2 separate regions of the Mus musculus genome follow, and region 1 is linked to region 2. A link is a contact called in public Hi-C data. All regions are on one chromosome and are shown on one strand. The core of a region is the stretch at or near the end of the contact, and the rest is flanking DNA. Distances in the headings are between cores, read along the strand shown.

The links. Hi-C and Micro-C count contacts between places; a contact is called where the count stands out from the background.
Region 1: a contact with region 2 is called in a Hi-C map of cerebellum, with 1.9 times the contacts expected there. The contact joins the enhancer-like site here to the promoter of 5930438M14Rik in region 2. A contact is called at or near these places in 1 of 39 promoter capture datasets (hippocampal neurons), 2 of 484 Hi-C or Micro-C datasets (brain and cerebellum), 1 of 115 datasets of contacts at active chromatin or transcription factors (neural progenitor cells) and 1 of 9 other capture datasets (embryonic stem cells).

What each region holds. Positions count from the first base shown.
Region 1 is chr13:101,406,406-101,409,105 of GRCm38.p6, forward strand. No RefSeq gene overlaps it. Among named protein-coding and RNA genes, the nearest start is that of 4922502H24Rik, 10 kb to the left of the region's middle. Within about 2 kb of position 1,421, at least 4 of the 459 cell types and tissues checked have an H3K27ac peak or open chromatin away from gene starts, as enhancers often do. A contact at or near this core is called in cerebellum, where this site is marked.
Region 2 is chr13:101,230,635-101,233,583 of GRCm38.p6, forward strand. 5930438M14Rik (RIKEN cDNA 5930438M14 gene) reads left to right here and starts at 1,493. Exons shown (of 4, transcript NR_046158.1): 1 at 1,493-1,732. All of the region lies in intron 2 of Gm36427 (a long non-coding RNA gene), which reads right to left.

The DNA of each region.
Region 1 (2,700 bases), core at 171-2,670, 180 kb after region 2:
TATATTGTCAAAGGTGAAAGAGCAAATAATTGCTTGTGTTAATGTCAGTCTGTGCAGCCCACATGAAAAGGAATTTGCTTTATTCATCAAATTACATTGCATCTTTTAGAAAAGTAGTCTTTGGGCAGAAACCAGAGTTTCCAGAGTTTACACACTTACATGACTATTCACTCTGGGATTGGCTAACAAGTGTGTAAGGAACACAAATGTGAATTAACAAGACACTAATAGTGCAAATTGTGACATGTCTGTATCACCTAGTTATGAGAATATGAGATATATGTCTATATCACCCATCCTAGATGAGATATATGTCTATATCACCCATCCTAGATGAGATATATGTCTATATCACCCATCCTAGATGAGATATATGTCTATGTCACCCATCCTAGATGAGATATATGTCTATATCACCCATCCTAGATGAGATATATGTCTATATCACCCATCCTAGATGAGATATATGTCTATATCACCCATCCTAGATGAGATATATGTCTATATCACCCATCCTAGATTGATAGATGATGGTCTTCAGAATGTACTGAATGATGAAAAAGCCAAGATGTATAGAAGAATGTGTAGCATGCCTACAATTTTTTTTAAGGGAAACACACTCCCTGTGAGAATGTATTTACATATTTACATATGCATGAAGTCTATGCAGATGAATATACAATGCTTGATAGCATCAGTTGCACCCAGGGATGGAAATGGGTGCTAGAGGCATGGGGATATTTTTGGTTTACACATTTTTGTGAAATCATTCTTATTGATTGCATACATTCACAGACGAGCTTTTCCTGTTGCATGTTCCCCTATGAAATTATCCCCTTAGTCAAGATCCAGAAAACACTGTTTACCACCAAAATCTTTCTTTGGCTGCTTTGTAGGATATAGCTTCTTTCAGTTCAGGCTTCAGGCAACCACTGACCCATTTTTCTTATTAAAGATTGGTAGAATTTTTATTGCAATCACAACAGAACCGATAAATTAATCTGGGCAGAAGTGATATTTTAACAATGTTATATCTTCCAAACTTTAAACATGAAAGATAGTTCCATTTATTTAAGTCCACATGCATTTATTTAGTAATACTCTAATCTTCAGTAAGATTTTATTATTTTTAATCTCTAAGCATTTCAGGATGCTTTGTTCTTATTACAAAGAGACTTTTTGAAAATACTGTTTTATAATTCTTGTTAGTAAGTAGAAATATAACTTATTGTGCAAATTATCACCTCACAAGTAAGATGGCTTAGAATACATCTCATGATCTCTATGGGTTGGCATCCAGGAGTGATTACCAAGGTGGTTCTGCTGTGAGGTTCCCATCAAGAAGTAATGTGGAGCCCCAGTCATTTGGTGACTCTCATTGGGGCAGAAGAGCCTGCTTCCACAATGGAACATTCATGCTGGCCTGCCAGATGGTGCTCTGGGGATGATGCAGGCAGTAAACTGGGTTCCCACAGAGCAAGCAAAAGCTGTAGTGTTTCCTTTTGACTTACATTCAAAAGTCACATGTTATTATCTCTGATATATCAAGGAGTCAAAGAGGCCAGCATTATTTAATGAGAGCAAGTGGCAAACACACACCAGCATGAAAGCTGCAGGTGCGGGTCATTGGGAGCCAACTTGGAGGATGGCTACTGTATACATGTGCTATAGTTGTAGTTTATACAGCTTAGATTATCATGCCTCCTGAAAAATGTATTCTTTAAGTAGATTTTGGGAGGCCTCTAATTTTTTTTAGATGCTTCCTGTACCCCACCTCTTCCTTTCTCTAGGCCTTAATCTGGGACTCCAGGTACAAGTGTGTTAAAGTGCTTGTCTCTAATGTTATTATAGTCTTGCTCTTTTTATATAAATCCGTCTCCTCTACCTGTGTCTAATTTAAGATATGTCTTCTATCTCTAATATGGTGTTAAGTCCATTAACTATCTTTTGACTTCAGATACATAATAATTTTGGTTTTCTGGGGTGTTTATGTGCCTTTCACTTCATTTATGCTCCACTTTCTTATAGATTATTGAGCTTAGACATTAGTCGGAAATTCTGCTAATTCCACATCTGAGCCACTTCTGCAGCTCTGTGGACTATTTCTGTTTTCATTGACTGGATTTTCTTGTGATTAGGGGTCAGGTGTTACCTACCCCTTGGCATATGCAGCACTTATTATTACTGAGTATGCTCTCATACTCAGTAATAAAATGAATAATATGAATGTTTGGATCTTGGTGATTTTCCTTACCATGTTGATATTTGGGCAATGTATTTGCCCATCAGTTTAATCTTTGTTGGGGCAGCTGAACAGCAGGCTTCTCATAGGGCTGTTTGACTTACCCCACTAATGTTGGGCTTTTCTGGGGGTTTCTGTTGCATGCATATTCAAATGAGGTCATATTCTGAGTGACCACATGAATGTGTCTTAGTGCTTTAGCTCCAGGATTCTTAGGAGAGCCCCTGGAGCAGTTCTTTGACTGGATTTATGGAGTTAAGCTAAACATCTGTAATTTGGGTTTCATCTAGCAACTCCTATGAAGACTGCTGGATTCTTCCACTAGTTAGCTCCTCCCTCTCTGGAACACTGCACTGGTTAGCTCCTCCCTCTCTGGAGCACTGCACTGCACTGCACATTTACTGCTGCCTCAGCCTTTCTGGGCTCCCATGTCTCCTCAGTTCCGGGAGCCTTCCAAG
Region 2 (2,949 bases), core at 243-2,742:
AAAAGATAAGCAGGGCCGCTTTTCAGGGCAGAGAAAAGTGAAATAAGAACAGGATTTTGCGGAGCGAAAGAGATTCTTAGAGAGAGGCAGGGTGCACAGCGTGGGCTAGGATTAGGATGAAAAGAACACAAACTTTCCAGACAATAAGAAGGGTCCCATCAGATGTAGCATCTACATCCCAGTGTGATTTTCTCCAAATACAGAAAGCTGATTTTTCCACCACCTGTATGTGTTTGGATCACAGAGTTTTGGTGATCTGTATTGTCCCACCGTGCCTCTGTCTATGGAAGTGTGTGGTTACCGTTGAGGAAGAAGCTCACCGTTGAGGGCTTTCTCTGAGAAGTAGGGTAGCCTCTGCAGTCTAGGCAATGCCACATGCTCCCAGACACTCCCAGAGAGAAGTGTAGGGAGGACAGTTGGCCTTGCTGGTGGACAGTAGGATTAAGGTTTTCAGTGACACAGCAAGTGTTTACTTTCTACACAGTAGGTGATTCTGGGTATCTCCGGTCTCTTTGCATCCTCTTCCCAGGTTGGATTGAAAGGTACATATTGGGTTTGTTTTATTTCTGCCAGCATCTTAAGCATCAAAGCAGTTGGGCAAAAACAAAGTAAAACAAAAACAAAACAACAACAACAACACACACACACACACTAAATAAATAAAAAGCAGAAGACACTGCCAGAATTCCCATCAGAATATCCATTTCATCCTAAGCATTGGTTTTGCTGTAATGTCAGAAGTCAGTAGTATTAGTATCTGGTCTCAGCCTGTTTGGACCACCCTGGACATCCACCTTAATCTGCAGACAGTGAGCAAGAGAGCTAGTTTTACACCATGCATCTCATTCCCACATTATACATCTGTTCTCAGAGATGACATGAGGATGTTGGTCTTGTCTTCCTCGTCCCTGTAGCAGGGTGGCAGGTGCTGCTGCTCCTGTGGTTGGTAAGGCTAATTGCCTTGCTCTGGATCTGGGGGGTGGGGGGCACATTGGCTCTATTCCACATTGGCTTTGTTTGAGAGTGCATTAAAGATTTTCAGTTATCCTGAAGACTTTTCAGCAGGACTGGGTACAGCCTACAGGGATATACAGGTCATCAGAAGAGGCAAACATGATACCTAATATCCTCTTCAGCATGTCTGTCAGCCAAAATCCGGGGCAGAGGTGCATTTCCCAGGGTTTATGAATCTACTAACTTTGTCAAAAAGAGAATGGTCAGGCCAGCTAATTCTGCTGTTGATAGAAATTATAGTCATCTAATATTTTACAACTTCCATGAAAATCAGCTTAATGTGTGAAGGCTCCTTGCTCTTTTCAGTAGGTTTTTAAATGCTATAGCAATTACTTTGGCTGCAGTAAAAACTTGAAACTATTCAGAGTATACGTAGTTTCCTTTCACTATCCCGAGTGGCATACATAGTTATTACGATTTAAAGAGTTTTGGCCGTCAGAACATAAAATTCTAAGAGCTTGAGTGAAGAAGTGGGGATGAAGGGACAAAGGAAGAAAGGCGAAGGGAAGAGGAAAGGATTTTTGAAAATGGCTTTTAGCTGTTTAATGACATTTTATAGTCTACTGTCGATCTGAAAGCCCCTTCAGAGGGCTCTGTGGGTCGCTCCATCAATCCCCACTTTTCCCATCAGAGTTGATAAAGACGAATGGCAACAGACATGAAATATGGGAGAAGAGATGCTAAAGATGCGAACAGTTGATTGCTGAAATCCTGCCAGGTAGTTTTCATATCCCAGAGTCCCAACACCTGTGGGGATGCTTGGACTGTGCACATGGCCTCATTGTGGACCAAGCAAATGAATGAAATGTAACTTCTTGCTTTGTAATCCAAGGGTGGCGTGTGTGTGTGTGTGTGTGTGTGTAGCCTAGGGTGGAGTGTGACAAAGTACTACTGAAGATAGAAAGAAACAAGGCTTTTGGACCAGGACAAATGTTAGCTTTACTTTCGTTCCCATTAATCCTGGGTTTGTTTGCTTTGATGGCACTGCCATTTAAGTATCACAGAGAGTAATTGAGAGCATAAATATTCATTATTAAAAAGTCTGAAAAGTGCACAGGTGGGTGGAGAAGAGGACTTTCATAGCCTCTTTGAGAGCCTCCTCCCTCACGTATTCCCTGCCCAGTGAATCTCATTAGTTGGTGTATAAGAGAGGAATTGTAATTCTGTCATGGTTGAATGTATTCTATTTCCTTCTGGTATTTAGAGACCCTCCCCCACCACAATTCCATAATTATGCCTTTGTGACAAGAAAGGTATAGGGATTCTCTGGGGCTTGGGAGTATCTTTGCTCGATCCTAAAAGTGTCTTTCTATTCCCTCTGTGCAGTGGTTTCTTCTTATCCTGCCTAGGATGGAAAGGTACAAAATGGGCTTCTAATTTCATGGTTGAAGTGACAAGAGATAATATCGGTGCAGTTCCTGGCAAACATTTTTTTTCTAATACAAATCTAGAATTTGTCTGTGTGGCCACAGCATGGTCAGGAAGATAAGCAGGTGTATGTGTGCATGTGTAGCTTCAATTTGTGTGTTCTTTTCTGAAGCAGCCTAAGATTTTGGCAGAATGATGTTCTCTATTTGCTGGGTGCAAGTACAGGTGGTTCTTCTGAGCATTTTGTAGCATCCCTTGAGATGTGATCATGGTAAGTGCAGAGTATTGGTCCCAGATGAAAAACAGGGTGTCAGTCCCCCTTAATTTCAGTTATTTCCAAATGTTAGCTCCTGCACAGCCTCTGCACATTGTTCTCCGGTGCTCACAGCAGAGCGATCTACAAGTAGCCAAGAAAGGAGAGGGTTAAGGAAAAGAAATGGGGTCCAACATGAACATCTTTTCCCCTTTTCAGCTTTTTAGAAGATAAATGTTTCAGATTTCAATCTGTGGTTCCCAGCAGTTCTTTGGGAACACTGCAGTCGGCCCACAAAAATCGCTACTGCTGAG